Linked DNA regions of Mus musculus: all the other regions are linked to region 1. A link is a contact called in public Hi-C and HiChIP or PLAC-seq data. All regions are on one chromosome and are shown on one strand. Each heading gives the region's core, a stretch centred on a gene start, on an enhancer-like site or on the middle of the called end of the contact. The rest is flanking DNA. Distances are from core to core; before and after follow the strand shown. Region 1 holds the start of 4932438H23Rik (RIKEN cDNA 4932438H23 gene). Region 2 has its middle 20 kb from the start of Ifngr2. Region 3 holds the start of Ifngr2 (interferon gamma receptor 2). Region 4 holds the start of Urb1 (URB1 ribosome biogenesis 1 homolog (S. cerevisiae)).

Evidence for each region. Hi-C and Micro-C count contacts between places; a contact is called where the count stands out from the background. HiChIP or PLAC-seq counts read pairs in DNA pulled down with a chosen protein or histone mark.
Region 2: a Hi-C map of Sertoli cells shows a contact between it and region 1, with 2.6 times the contacts expected there. The contact joins the enhancer-like site here to the promoter of 4932438H23Rik in region 1. A contact is called at or near these places in 22 of 484 Hi-C or Micro-C datasets (the 63-12 cell line, B cells, the C2C12 cell line and 15 more) and 3 of 9 other capture datasets (embryonic stem cells, liver and macrophages).
Region 3: an H3K27ac HiChIP or PLAC-seq map of regulatory T cell precursor shows a contact between it and region 1, with 4 times the contacts expected there. The contact joins the promoter of Ifngr2 here to the promoter of 4932438H23Rik in region 1. A contact is called at or near these places in 10 of 39 promoter capture datasets (3T3-L1-derived adipocytes, the C10 cell line, the HPC-7 cell line and 6 more), 2 of 484 Hi-C or Micro-C datasets (cerebellum and female germline stem cells) and 17 of 115 datasets of contacts at active chromatin or transcription factors (the 230-238 cell line, CD4 single positive thymocytes, Th17 cells and 12 more).
Region 4: a Hi-C map of Th1 cells shows a contact between it and region 1, with 3 times the contacts expected there. The contact joins the promoter of Urb1 here to the promoter of 4932438H23Rik in region 1. A contact is called at or near these places in 11 of 39 promoter capture datasets (the C10 cell line, the HPC-7 cell line, HPC-7-derived erythroid cells and 7 more), 4 of 15 datasets of contacts at CTCF or cohesin (the G1E-ER4 cell line, embryonic stem cells, pro-B cells and 1 more), 51 of 484 Hi-C or Micro-C datasets (B cells, the Ba/F3 cell line, CD4 T cells and 18 more), 8 of 115 datasets of contacts at active chromatin or transcription factors (T-cell acute lymphoblastic leukemia, bone marrow-derived dendritic cells, embryonic stem cells and 2 more) and 4 of 9 other capture datasets (embryonic stem cells, liver, macrophages and 1 more).

The regions. Positions count from the first base shown.
Region 1 is chr16:91,067,428-91,071,111 of GRCm38.p6, reverse strand. It overlaps 4932438H23Rik (RIKEN cDNA 4932438H23 gene), which reads left to right and starts at 1,960. Exons shown (of 3, transcript NM_028905.4): 1 at 1,960-2,080.
Region 2 is chr16:91,564,839-91,568,522 of GRCm38.p6, reverse strand. No RefSeq gene overlaps it. Among named protein-coding and RNA genes, the nearest start is that of Ifngr2, 20 kb to the right of the region's middle. Within about 2 kb of position 1,777, at least 24 of the 459 cell types and tissues checked have an H3K27ac peak or open chromatin away from gene starts, as enhancers often do. A contact at or near this core is called in Sertoli cells and embryonic stem cells, where this site is marked.
Region 3 is chr16:91,545,376-91,549,059 of GRCm38.p6, reverse strand. Ifngr2 (interferon gamma receptor 2) reads right to left here and starts at 2,001. Exons shown (of 7, transcript NM_008338.4): 1 at 1,828-2,001. The coding sequence starts at 1,897.
Region 4 is chr16:90,808,630-90,812,313 of GRCm38.p6, reverse strand. Urb1 (URB1 ribosome biogenesis 1 homolog (S. cerevisiae)) reads left to right here and starts at 1,901. Exons shown (of 39, transcript NM_029497.1): 1 at 1,901-2,115. The coding sequence starts at 1,974.

The sequences.
Region 1 (3,684 bases), core at 711-3,210:
CAACAGGATTACAAACCAAGAGTAAACCATCAAGTCCCTTTGTCTTAACTCTGATTCACTGGCTTTCAGAGCCACTCACTAGGCTCTTCTGGGACTCTGCTGCCTCTGAACCTTTGCTCTAGTAGTCTGCTTAGTTGTCTGAGTTGTGGATTCCCTGGGACGTGTGAGAACATTGTCAGACTGAGGAAGAAGGAGGAGGAGGAGGAGGAGGAGGAGGGAGAGGGAAGGGGGAGGGGGAGAAGGAGAAAGAGAAGGGGAAAGAGAAGGAGAAAGAGAAGGAGAAAGAGAAGAAGAAGAAGAAAAGAAGGGATAGTGATTGTCATGTGAGCGTGAGCCTGGGTTCAGTACCCCGGAGCCCACCTAAAGCCTGGGGGGATTCAGACACCTATGATGCCAGTGCCCCTACAGAAGGATGAGGCAAAACTACAGGTGCACACAGCAGGAAGGAGGGAGGGAGGAAGAGAGAGGAGGAGAAGGGAGGAGGGAAGGAATTGGGGAGGGAGGAAGAGGGGGAGGCTCATGTGGAAGGTAAAGACAACATCCATCTGAGGTTTTTGCTGACCTCCACGTGGGTGCCACAGCCCTCACAAGGAGATGAAGTATTTTTTTCACCCCCTTTCATACACCATTGGTTAATGACCACTCAATAAGGTGTCATTGGACTGTTTTCCTGTGTCTGACTCACTCCACTCCTGGGCATCCTTTAGGGACCCTGATCAAAAAAACTTCAGCCTCCCTGGAGAAAGGTGGCCCCACCATTGCTAAGATGTGTGTCTATTGGTTTTGTTCCTTCCTTTACATGGTTTTCCACAATCACTCCTGTTTACCTCTGTGTCCTTCAAGCCTTCTGGCACAGTGCTTGTGTGTGGTAAGGACCAGTGGGTAGATAGGTGGGTGGGTGGGTGGGTAGTGTTATCCCATATTCAGGTGACTCTATATCCATTTCTCTGGTCCCGTAATGTATCACATTAGTGAGACCCTCCTCTATCCAGCCTTCATTAGTCATTAAAGACTGGATTTTAGGTCACAAGATTGGAACCTTCATGAATGAAATTGGGAGTCATAGAAGGGGCTGGGACATTCCTGGAAGGGTTGTGAGGACATCCCTGGAAGGGGTCATCTATGAGCCAGGAAGTGCCCCTTCCTCATCTGATATTGAATATAAGACTAGAGTCTTAGATTTCCCTGTCTCCAAAAGACTAAGAAATGGTTTAGTTTTGTTTGGGTTTTTTTGGTTTTGGTTTTTTGAGACAGGGTTTCTCTGTATAGCCCTGGCTGTCCTAGAACTCACTCTGTAGACCAGGCTGGCCTCGAACTCAGAAATCCACTTGCCTCTGCCTCCCAAGTGCTGGGACTAAAGGCGTGCTCCACAACTGCCCGGCCTAAGAAATGTTTCTAAGCCATCCAGTTTAGGACATTTTGTAGCAGCCCCAAATAGACTAAGCCACCACTGAATGAACACAGATTTTTTTTTTTTTACATGTTTACTTACTTTCTGGCTTCTAGCATTTAAAAATGAGTTCATGAGAGGGGAGAGACTGGGGCTACGTCCCAGAAAGAGAAATGAATTCATGTTCTCTTTGGAGCAATCACAGTCGAATGGTTTTTGCACCATCTGAGGCACTTACCAACCGTAAGTAAAAATTCATCAGGCCTAAGAGAGTGGAACAAATCGTGGATGTAAAAGTGTCGTCCAGGCGTCTCCGCAGTCCACAGTCAATCCATGCAACTTCCGGCTGCAGTAGAATCTCTTCCATTTACGCCTCTCCTTTGTGGTCAGTCTACAGCAGCAGTAGACTCCCCGTTTCTTCTGAAAATTTCCCGGCTTAACAGCCCCAAAGAGACAGGTTCTCTCCTACTGGTTAATAAAACTGGTAGGCCAGTCAGCTTCCTTCTGGCTGCCATGGAAACCACCAGGCCAAACAGAAAAGAACAGTAAGTGAGAGACCACGAGACCACGCATTCCACCCGGCTTGCAGATTAAAGCAGCTGTCAAGCCAGGGTGAAGGCGCAGTGGCCAGGGAAGAGCTCCAAGGTCTGCAGATTGGACAGGCAAGGCCCTGCCGTGGGGCCGCAAAATGTAAGTAGCGCCCCTGCTCTGTTTAAAACGCCTGTCAGCTCAACAGACTTCTGCTGTACGGCCAGAAAGTCTGGGGACGACTGGAGGGGCTCTATCAGGGTAACTTCCTGGAACTGCCGCATCCCTGGAATATGTCACTGTAAAGGTGGTGGGTGCCACCAAACACCCTTTGGGCTTCTACGCAACTGGATAGCTTACTACCATTCTCTGTCTTGCAAAGGAAACACTTTTTAGGGCACTAAGCAAGGAGTGGAATGGTCTTTTCATTTAGACCCTACACAGATAGGGATCTGAACTTGTTTCTATTTTTAAGAGTTTGTTTAAGCTCTTCTGCTCATCTTTAATACCTAATAACGATCATGCAGCCCCAGACCCTGGCTCTTTCCGTAGTGAGTGGCAAAGAAAATCAAGGCCTCTGAAGTAGCACTGCCTACGATGTGATGTCTGGGGGCCTTGCTTTATCCTTCAGAGGTGTCTTACAGCTCATGCCAGTCGTCATAGCATTTCCTCCTCAGAAAACTCGAACTAAAGAACAAACAGTAAACTTCTTAAATAAGATTAAAAGGCATTTATGGGGGAAAAGACCTTATAAAATACTAAAAAGCCAGACTTTTATTGTTTGCAAACTGCATGTTGTGAAAAAAGTGATTCTTAAGTTTTTAACTTTTTTTTTTTAGAATGAATAATGCAATATGTTTGGAGGGGAAACAATTTTTTTCATTTTTATTTCTGACAGAAATAGGGCAGTTTCAGAGACTAATAGTTTCTGTAACGTGTTTATGGAAATTGGTGCTTTTCAACAGCTATCTCGTGGTTTCCAACTTTCTCACACCAGTTTTTCATTGCTTAAAACTGGCATATGATCAGGGTTGAGAATCTGGCACCCAGTGGCGGGTGCCTGTGCCTTTAAGAGACAAGTAAGGGGACAGGAGTCAGTGTGACTTGGGAGAAGCTGTCTAGCTGGCAGCCACAGCTAAGCAAAGCCACAGGTTCAAATACCAGGGAGTAAACCACCTCCCTGAATTCCAGGTCGCTCCAGGGGAAAACTTGAAAGTTTCTCTCATCGTCAGCTTCTCCGTGTTCAGAAGAAGGACAGGTAACTGCCCAGTTTGGTTAGGGACTCCTGGGGCTCTCTCTGGCTAGTTTTCCTATCACTTCTCACACCTGTGCTAACTGAAGCCACACTCAGCTTCCATTAGCTTCTCTTCTAACGATGAACTTGAACTCATTAACTAATTTACACCCGTTTCTTTTTCAAAGGCTGTTTCTGAAGGGTTTATGGATAACAGAACCCACTTGATTTATCTCGTTAAGCATAAAATTGTAATCTAGCAATGGGGTATAAGGTGTGGGACATCAGTGGAGTCTGAATTTCCCCTGGGGCTCCTTACGGTGTGCTCGGCTATCTGGTTTAAAGTCTGAGCCATTACTAACTAGATCCGGGATCTTTGACAAGTTATTCTATGTCTCCATTTTGTTTAATATGATAGTGGGCCTTTACTATCTGCTTTTAGGGTTACCGCAAGTAGTCAATGGCCTAAGACATTCAGTATCTGGAACAGTATCTGGCACAAAGATGTACCCATTCCATGTTAGTGTTACTA
Region 2 (3,684 bases), core at 528-3,027, 500 kb before region 1:
GAGGGGAGGGTTAGATAGTGCGTCCCACACTTGTTTTCAATAAACATATATTATTTAAAGATTTATTTATTATTACATCTAAGTACACTGTAGCTGTCTTCAGACACACCAGAAGAGGGCGTCAGATCTCATTACAGATGTTTGTGAGCCACCATGTGGTTGCTGACATTTGAACTCAGGACCTTCGGAAGAGCAGTCAGTGCTCTTAACCGCTGAGCCACCTCTCCAGCCCTCAATAAATATTTTAAAAATATTTTAAAATTGTGTTTCAGGGGCTTGGAAAGATGAGTGCTCTTCCAGACGTCCTGGGTCCGTGCACCAGCATCCAAATGGTGGCTCACAGCCTTCTGTAACCCCTGTGCTAGGGACTCTGATCCCTTCTCTGAACTCCAGGAACACTGCATACACACGATGGGCAGTCCTATAGCCAGGCAAAACAGTCATACTCATAAAACACACAAAATAACAATAAATTTTTAAAATTATGTTTTTGGTTAGCTTACAAAAATGTGTCTCATTGTGACTTTTTTTTTGTGCTTAAATATACTTTGTACTCTTTAAAGTTTGTTTTACTTGTGTGTCTTGTGTATGGATGTCCAAGTGTATGTGCGTGCTTGTGTGCACACAGGTACATCTGCACACGAGTGCGTGTGTGTGTGTGTGTGTGTGTGTGTGTGTGTGTGTGTGTGTGTATGTGTTCTCGTGAGTAGAGGCTAGATGCTGGGCGTCTGCCTCCCTCGGTGGCTCAGGCTGACCTTGGACTGAAGCCCCTTCTTCCTTCCTCAGCCTCCTGCACCTCCACACTGGCCTGCTAAGCCCGCCCCTCCTTTTATAGCACTGTCCTGAAGTTTGAAATGTTCTCCCTGGGGCTTTAAGATAGAAGCACGCGCCTCTTGAGTTGCTCTGGTGGCTTACATCTCCACAGTAAGTGTGCAGACAGCGGTCACTCAAGACTGTGGGGTGTCAAGCTGGGGGAGGGATGCTATGCTGGGGTAGGGATCCTGTACTGTGTGCAGACAGCGGTCACTCAATACTGTGGGGTGTCAAGCTGGGGTAGGGATGCTATGCTGGGGTAGGGATGCTATGCTGGGGTAGGGATGCTATGCTGGGGTAGGGATGCTATGCTGGGGTAGGGATGCTATGCTGGGGTAGGGATGCTATGCTGGGGTAGGGATGCTATGCTGGGGTAGGGATGCTATGCTGGGTAGGGATGCTATGCTGGGGTAGGGAATCCTGTACTGGCTGGTTTTGTGTGTCAACTTGACACAGCTGGAGTTATCACAGAGAAAGGAGCTTCAGTTGGGGAAGTGCCTCCATGAGATCCAGCTGTGGGGCATTTTCTCAATTAGTGATCAAGGGAGAGAGGTCCCCTTGTGGGTGGTGCCATCTCTGGGCTGGCAGTCTTGGGTTCTATAAGAAAACAGGCTGAGCAAGCCAGGCAAGGCAAGCCAGTAAAGAACATCCCTCCATGGCCTCTGCATCAGCTCCTGCTGCCTGACCTGCTTGAGTTCCAGTCCTGACTTCCTTTAGTGATGAACAGCAATTTGGAAATGTAAGCTGAATAAACCCTTTCCTCTCCAACTTGCTTCTGGGTCATGATGTTTGTGCAGGAATAGAAACCCTGACTAAGACAGATGCTATGTTGGGGTAGGGATGCTATGCTGGGGTAGACATTGTGGGAGCTTTGACTTTTGGAGCATCTGAAACTTGAAAGCCCTTTGATGTAGGTTTACTGCCCTCCCCCGGCCCCCAGCTCGGCAGTGGCTGTACAGTGGACATAAGCCGGTTCTCATGATGTTCCCATGCTCCTGGAGCTGTGGTTACCTCCAGCTGGGAACACTGAATGTACAGATGAATGCTTTATTTTGAGTAACTAAAGTCTTACAGTGAAGTAACAGCAATAAAATCCTACCTGACCTTGTTCTTGTGGGTGTGAAGCGAGCAGTTGACACTGTGTTGCAGACTGATCCCTGCAACACTAAGCCTGTGTCCCTGACAACCACAGGCACAGAAATTGTGTCTGCTTATTCAGGAAGAAAATCTGTTGCACTTGGAAGTAAGGTGACTTAAAGAGAGAGGTTCCTTACAGGTTAGTGCTTGGTCCAGCTTGGTCCTATCAGCTTGGGATGAGCAACCTTGCACTCTCCTAAACTGTGCGCACGCAGCCTTTCCTGACCCATAATGTGCTTTATGGTATGCACACAAGAATGCAGTGTGCCCTCTTATGATTTATGACCTTTGACCCTACATCATAAACCTTGATGATAAGAGTGGATCTCTTTGTGACTGTATAGTGACCCTGTCATTAACTACGCCAGCAAGCTTGGCACAGAGGGCCAGGTGTAAACCTCAGGCTCTGTGAGCCATATATTCTATAGCAACTCAAGTCCGCCTGGTGGTGCAAAGGTGGCCGCAGACCTCGAGTGAACAACGGAGCCAAACTGGGTGTAACTCCAAATTATTTTCATGTGGTTTGAAGTGTTATCTTTGTATTTTTTATTTTTATTTATTTGTGTAGTGTTTGTATGTTCGCCCTGCGTGCGCAGGTACCTACAGAGGTTAGAGGAGGGTGTCAGGTCCTCTAGAGCTGGAGTTACAGGTGGTTGGGAGCTACCCCGTGTGGGTGCTGGAAACCAAAACCCAGGTCCTCTGGACGGGCAGCAGGCCCTTGACCGCTGAGCCACATTCTCGGCCCTTATCTTTTGTTTGTCCCTCCAGCCCTTTAAAGATGTAAAAATGGTTGTGGACCCACAACTGGAGAACAGCAGGGAATGGGTGTGGTTAGTGGATAGAGACTGGTTACAGCTGCTCTATGCTAAGAGAGAGCCCAGCCTATCTCATAGGTGATGGGTTTCCGATTAGAAATTAAAGTTTCAAGTTAGCACAGGAGTCAATCCTACTGGCTAGTTGTTTATTTTACAAGGCAGACCGAAGCATTTTTTTTTTAATTAAAAATAGATGGTGAAGGACCTCTGTCCGCCTTGCTGTTCTGACTCCGTTTATCTCCTGTTTCTTTACATAGTTCTCAGCCCTCAGCCCCTCCCCCCCAATGTCGCATCTTCCTTGGAGACACATTTGAGGTTTCCATGGCCCTCCACCATGGTCCAGATGTATTAACCAAAATAATGAAACTAAAACAACTAGAAAAGAGATAACTCAAAAATAACTGCCAAGTTATGTCTAAAATAATTACTATGTTCTGCCAGGAATGAGTGTTTCAAGGTTACTCTGCTTGTCACCTTAGATGTACGGTCTTTGTGCTTTTTGCCTTTAAAAATTCTGTATCCTCCTGCACTTGGCACCAGAGGCACAGGTCCACCCAGGCCATAAATAAAACCGGACTTCAGACTTTTAATTGGCTAAACATTGTTCTCAATAATGACCTGAGTTGTTATGGTAATGCAATGGTAAAGAGGGCTGTAAAACTGCTTTTCTGTTTCCTCTGGGCGTGGTGACACATGCCCTGTGATGTTGAAGATATCTTGATCCACACAGCCAGTCTGTCCCATATAGATGGCTCCACACCAGCCAGAGCTACCTGGTAAGATTCTTGTCTCAAAAAACTAACTACAACAAATATGGCCATTTGAAGCAGTTTGAATTCTCAGTAGATGAAGGCATCCAGGTTAGCCCCTCACTCAGAGAATAAGCTTGGATAGCCCGCCCACACCCCACTTCTAGGAA
Region 3 (3,684 bases), core at 752-3,251, 480 kb before region 1:
CAGGAAACTGAATAACTAAAGAGTCTCATGCTATCAATTATTCTTTTTTGTTTTGTTTTTATGATCTACAGCAAATGGCTGCCACCTAACAAAGCAACAGAGAGTAACTCCAGCCTGTTTGGGGTACAGTATTGATATGCTAGCCTTGACTCCCTGGAGCGTTTTACAAATGTTCCTTTCAAAGCCTTGTTTCCGGGGCTGTGAGATGGCCCGGTGGTTAAGGGCACTTGCTACTCTATTAGAGTTCTAGCCCCAGCAGGGCAGCTCAGAACTATTTATAGCTCCAGTTCTGGGAGATATGATGGCCTCTTTTGGCTTCCGTAAGCACCAGGAACTCAAGTGGTGCATAGACATACATAGACATGCAGGCAAAACATGAATATGTTGTTAAAAGCAATTTTATGATTCCTGAGGGCCATTCATAACCTATGGAACAGTTATGGGAATCTTCTCATTACCTGTTGGCCGCAAGAACAATGTCAATATTTTCACTCTGCACTGTGACTAAAAGGGTTTCTTTTAAACATATCCTAGTTTTTCTTTTAAAAAAAAAGTGTGAAAATTTCGCGTTAAGAGTGGCATGAGAGTCTAAGAAATTTACAAAAGGCTACCATTTTCAAAATATCTAAGGATCCAATTTGTTGTTAATGAGCCACAGACCACGACTTTTGTGGAGCATAATAAAAAGTTAATCATTAGAAAAATGTCTGTTGTAAAGTTTCTAAATACGCCTATCAACTTCTGAACACATAGTTCACAGACATCTCAGACAATCGCAGGCTCTCCTCCAAAGGAGACCTGTGTGTGTGGGTGTGTCAGACACAGATTGCTCAAGGCAAAATGGGGAACATCAGAGCCAGGGTTTAAAGTCTTTGTCTGACTCCAGGAGAACAAGTTAACTGCGTAACCCACTCATCCTCCTGTGCTCCTCTGCCCTTAAGGAGAAAGGGAACTTAAGGGCCTTTGCAGGGATGCTGACAGAGGACCAACTAACTCCTCAACACCACTTCCAATGGGAGGGAACGTCCCAATTCGTAGGCTTATTTAACTAATGGCCAAACTATAAAAAAAACAAAATAAACAACAACAGCAAGACCCACTGAGTAAACCAAGCCGGCCCGGCCGGCCAGAAACTTCAGGACCCCTTTTTCTCATCCTGAGTTCTGTGTTTTCACAAGGGTGCACCCCACTACCACTGTGGACTCCAGATATCCAAGCTTTGATATGATCTCTGCACGGGAAAGAACCCAGCAAAATATAATCACGTAGGAAGAATGTTCTTGGTTAGTGATGTCTTTCTTTTGTTGGTTTTGATGACTGGCTCATAAATACAGTCAGGTTGGTGACAAAAGTGGGAAGTTGAACCCCGGTAAAGGGCTGTGTGGGCGGAGTAGGATAGAGCTGAGATTAAAAGTGTGCCTCAGCTGACCCTCTGTCCCCATACACTGGAGGGGACACAGGCATTTCTGCTCCCCATCTATAAGATCCCGAGGAACTGAGTACGAGGATTTTATAGGCTGCCCAGACAAATACTGGTCCTGCCCGTCAGCTGATCTCCCTGGCACCAAGGAGCCAAAGACGAACTGGGCTCTCCACCTCCAGGCCTGGAATTCCCCGTGGTCCACGCTACACTCACTGCAGCTCCCTCTTGCAGATTCCTCCTGGTCGGTGCCCCGTCCGATCGCGGTCACCCGCAGATCGGGAACGACTGCAGAACCCCACCCTGTGCCGGGTGCAAGCTCCCGGAGCCACCCACGCGCGGACGCGACACCCAGGAGAGCCCGAGGAGTCGGGGGTGGGGTGGGGGGTCTCCTGGGTCGCGCTTACCTGGCGAGGACGCCGCGGCACCGAGCCCACAGAGCAGCAGCGACGGCAGCCACAGTGGCAAAGGCCGCATGGCCCGGGCGGCCCGGGACCGCGGGGTGGACGCCGCTCAGACTCGCACCGCAGCGGCCATGGCGAGCCGAGCGCCCGCCTCTTCCCCAGCCTAGCCGCAGAGCCGCCTCGCCCCGCCTGCGTCCCGCCCCGCCCCCACCGCGCCCGGCCCCGCCCCCGCCCGGCCCGTGGGGACTTTCCCCGGTGTTCCCGGGAACCGCGGCCCCCGCAGCCCAGCACACAGCCCCGGTGACTCCGGCCACACCTCGCCGAGCCGACCTCCAATGTGTGGCCAGAGATCTCTAGTACCATCCTTCTGGAGAGACCCGTGGACACCCATCCCCACCCTACCCCACCCCACTTCGGACTCCCGCCACGTACGATTTAAGGACCCATTTATTTTGAATTCTGTTCTCTTTAATGACCGGAAAGATCGTGCTAAGCTTTGAATCCTTTTAAGCAAAGGGCTACTTAAGGGTATAGCAGAGAGGACCCTCTAGGCCGTGGTGTCACAGAGGAAGAAAAGCTAGAGGAACTGTACTGGTTGCTTAATAGTCTGTGGGTTTGGCCCTCTGTGGCTGTGAAGCTACGAGGAAGTGACCCCAGAGCAGGGCAGGGATAGGCTCCCAGCCTGAGCCTTCCCCAGTGGCCAGCCTGTTGGCAGAGACGTTCACACCTCGGCCACAAAAAAGGGGGCAACGAAAGGAATGGTTAGAGGGAGACAAGAGTCAAAGAAAGGGGTCATCGAACCGCAGCTATTGCTCCTAACCGCTGAGGCCTCAGTCTTAGGAAGCCACTTTAAACTGTAGTTGAAGCTGGCCTTGAACTTCACAGATCCTCACATCTCTACCTCTCAGGGGTTAGTCGTGGGCCCCCAAACCCTTCCCTTGTGCCTGTGGCTCCAGAAGTTGGCCTGTTATAAAAATACGTGATGAAATTATCTAGCAAAAATTTGAACTATGACTTGAGAATTTCAAGACCCAGAAATGTACTTACATGCCAAGGAGAAGAGGAGGGCTGTGGGGATCCTCTCAACAGGACGTGTTGAAAACCGCAGAGGAGAGAAAACCTAACCACACAGGCTGTGGATTATAAGTATACCCCTCTGAGTGCCCCGTGCCCTGCCCCCGGCATGTTTTATTTTTATGAGACAGGGTAAGGAAAAGGACTCAGCTAAAGCCACGAAGGACCTGTGATCACTAAGCTTTTCAGCCTGTGGTCTTGACCCCAAATGGTAAGCCTTTGGAAGTGCTACTACTGCCTCACCCCACTCCCTACCACACCCCTGTCTAGAATCTCCCTCCCTCAGCACAGTGCTAAGGGCATATTCCCTGGATCTGTACCCCATGCCTCAAGCATACAACCCCCCAAAGACAAGCGTTTCTCTCCTTTCCCCAAGGCAACTTTGTCAGGGCAAGGCCAGCTAGGTGCTGGCATCCACTCTCTTGCCCTTCCTGCCTAGAGGAACCCTGATGTCGTTGATAGCTGAGTCTTCTGTTGAGATCTGGCAGCTGGCAGCGGAAGATAACAGGAACTCCGGTCTGGCATTTCCTGTGTGTGTAGCACTCCTGGCTCTGTCTGTCCCTCTGAGCAACTGCTTTGATTGTGCTGTGTGCCGCCATTTCTGTGTTCTCTCTCTTACCTCCCCATTGCTTCTCCCCTTTGGAGGTAGGCTTATTGTGGACACAGCAAAAGACTAAACCTTAGGGTGTTTTATTTGCATCTTCCAAAACCATGAGAGCAAAGACTGGTCCCAGCACTGCATGAACACAATCACAATGCTTTCAAAAATATTTATGTGTGTGTGTG
Region 4 (3,684 bases), core at 652-3,151, 260 kb after region 1:
TCGTGGCAGGCTAGCTCACTGTCGGCTGGTGAGCTTGGCATTGGGCAAAGTATCAAAGACCTGGCCTAGTTATTTAGAGGACTGCTCTGAGCCAGTCTCAAACATCCATCTGTAATTCTGAGTAATTACTTGCCATCGGGTATCCCTTTATCTAAGGCTAGGATGGACAGGGGCAGCTTCTATGTAATTGAGGCTAGGATCCTGAGTACCCTGGTAAGTTCCCTGGTCTCACTAATTCTTGTGGGTTTAAAAAATATTTTGTGAGCTGTGTGTGTGTGTGTGTGTGTGAGAGAGAGAGAGAGAGAGAGAGAGAGAGAGAGAGAGACTTGCCACAGCATGCATGTAGAGGCCACAAAGCAATTTGTGAGAGGAGGTCTCTCCTTTCACCGTGTGAGTTCTGGGGATTGAGCTGAGACCATCACCCTCCCAGCCACACCCCCACCCCCAATTATTTATAACTTCCACTAGTACAGAGAGATGATAATTTCCCCCAACATCACATAAGCTAAACTCAAGGCTTTAGACTGTTTCTTCCTTCTTCTTGCTGCCTTTTGTTTGGGTCCTGGTGAGTGTCAACATGGGCAATTGGTCACAAGTCGGTCTTCAGCCTCTTCTCTCAAAATTATTCATGGTTTTAGTCATCTTCATTTTTCTGACAGGCCCGGGACCTAGGGATTCCCACAGATGCAGTTGTTTCTGTAGGCTACAGGCTCAAAGTCAAAGGCAAGTGTTGTTGTTGTTGTTTGTTTGTTTGTTTTTCTCTTAGGGACTCTAAAATCATAGGAGTGACAGGGACCACATTCTTAGATGCTTAAAAGATACTTGCTTCCAAAAGTGTGCCTTATTAGACTAGAAGAATATGACAGAGAATTTCAGAAACCATCGATTTCCCAACTAACAGGCTAGTTTGGAATTTTAAATACATACCAAGATATTGATAAGATCTGTTTTTTTTAATTATGCAACTGACTGTTTTTACTTTCCCACATTTTTGCCAGAGCATTGAATGCAGCCTGTAAATCAACAGCTTACAACAAATAAAAACTGTATCGTACTCTCTGTCCCCTTAAAGCAGTTCTTTAAACATTACATTACTTGCCGTTCTCCAGCCCAGGACTGGGGAGAGCCGGCTTTGTTGTCTCCTTTTTAACGAGGGTGCTGAGATGCGGGCACTGTCCAAGGAGGTTTTCTTAAATGCTTGCTTTCTTTGATCGCCCCTGGCCTTCAGCACCACAGAAGGAGTGCATCAAGGTTTGGGGGAAGCAAGCGTGGATGGAGGTTACTTGAAATGACATCTAACCAGCCTAGGCCTTCTGGCTAGGGTTGTGACAAAAACTGGGGATTCAGGGTTACGGACACTCTGGACCACATTCCCAAGCTAGGGCTTTTCAGAGGTAAGTCCACCTGATGTCAAGCCCTCGGGAATTCACCCGGCTTACACTTACACGCAGGGGGCTTGAACTGAGGAAGTATCAATCTCATGAAGTTGTTCAAAGGATATCATTAAAATGCTCAGAGATTTTTAAATATCTGAGCTCTTTGTGCTGCTCTTTGTGGGTCTGGGAGTTCTTCCTGCTCAGGGAGTTGCGGGAGCAGGGGAAGCATTTTGATCCATCTGCCCCAGATTGTTGCAGCTAAGGGCGGGTATGTGATTTTTCTTTGCAGGCAGAGCACAGCCAGAGAACCCTTGGGGAAATCCCAGGCCCTACAGGCCCCACCCAAGCACCAAGCCACGCCCACACCACCCAGAGACACGCCCCAGAAGGCCCCGCCCCCAGGTGTTCTACCTTCTCCACGCCCCCTTCAGCAGGCCCCGCCCCTTCCGCCCTTTCTCACCCGAAGACCGGCTCTTTTACCGGCTTCCCCTCATAGGCTCCGCCTTTCCTTCCAGTCCCGCCCCTTCCTTGCCGCCGGTGCTTCCGGTCGCGTGGGTTTTCCGAGGGTGCCGTTTTGCTGGCCCGGTGGTTTGGGCCATGGGGGTCCCCAAGAGGAAGGCGTCAGAGGGTCCCAGCAGCGCGGCGTCCCCCGCTGGCACAGTCAAGCGAACGCGAGCGGAGGAGTTCACGGGCGTGCGGTTCAAGACCCTGCTGAAGGATGCGCAGGGCCCAGGACCGGGTGAGTGGGAGCGGACTCCTCAGCTTCGGGGCAGTAGCCGGCACAGCGGCGCCTCGGAGCCCGGCTCGGAGTTAGTCAAGAATAGTTCAGTGAGATAGCTTGCTTGGGCTGTCAGTAGCCGTTCCCATAGTAACCAACTGTCAACCCTGATAATGGCGGGATGTCACGTGTAACAAGTTCCATAAGGACCTACAACTAAATCGAGTGACTAGGATTGTCCGGACCGGTAACCGAGAGGGGCCAGATTCTGTAATTTAATTTCACTCGCTGCAGAGTGTGACACCACTTCACAACGACTTCTAATCGTGCAAGGAGTACATTGGTTGTGAGGAGAACCACAGTTGAACATGTTACCATGTTCAGACGTCAACGCGGTGGTAAAAACAAGACAGCGAAATATTTCTCTTAGGTTAACAAAACTACAAAGTTAATAAACTATCGCAGGGCTTGATGGTTCGTGCCTTTAATTCAGCACTTTAGAGGGAGGAAGAGGCAAGAGGATTTCTGTCAGTTGAAGGCCAGCCTTATCTTCTTAGAAAGTGCCAGACCAAGTACACCTTGACTTCCAACATTAGAAATATTTGAAGATTAAGGATAGAATTGGTGCCATCCTGACAGTGTCATGTTGGCAGAGCACTCCTGACTGCTGCTGCTGCTGCCAGTCCAAAGAAGAGTAAGCTGTCCGTCTCCCTGAACTGCCCTGGGCTAACTCAAGCCAGGGGACTCGGTAAACACTATATAGTGAGACCCTGACTCAAAAAGTATTCTCAGCTAATGTTTTTCTTACAATTTTTATTTTTAAACGTTTGGTGCCTCGCCTTGGTCGTTTGCTTAGAAGATGACACCTTTGCTAGCACAGAATTTAGCGCCCCACACACTTATTCGATATTTAATTGCAGTTGCTGTTTGTTAGGTAGAGATGTAATGGGCGAATAAAACCCTGGCACAGGTCTTGCCATTGCAAATCTGATAGTTTGGGAAAGCAGGTGACCAGCAAAGTCACATAGTCACGGGTCTTCCAGAAGGAGCCAGCTATCCATTGTGCCTAATGGGCCTGGGACCTTGATCTGTGAAATCAAAGAAGGCTTCCCCAAGGAAGCAGGTTTTTCATGAGTTGTAGAATTGTATAGGGAAAGGAGCCTTCCTGGCAGAAGAAAAGCGCCAGCTCGGTTCCTGAAAGGCTTCTGTCTACATTTCAGGGGACAGCTAGGTTGGCAGGTACATGACTAATGAAGTGATTGAAAGACGTTGCGAAGCTGAAGTCAGTGGGTGAATGTGGGAGTTTGGAGATTTTTATTTGACTATAATGTCAGGATTTTTCTCTCCCTTTCCCTCCTTGGTACACATTGAGTTCCTGTCATGGGAATGCTCTCAAGGATTGGATTGGTGGGTGTGTGTTGGGGATTTTTAGGTTGCTCTTGCTGTTCCCTTTGTGTGGTGGAGAGGAGCTTTGGGATTCAGTGGCAAAGGCTACTCAGTTGAGTAGTGTCAGCAGTAGAGAGATGACTGACCAGTGAGTCGGGATTCTAGATCAGAAAGGATCTGCTCAAGTCTGGTTCTTCAACATAC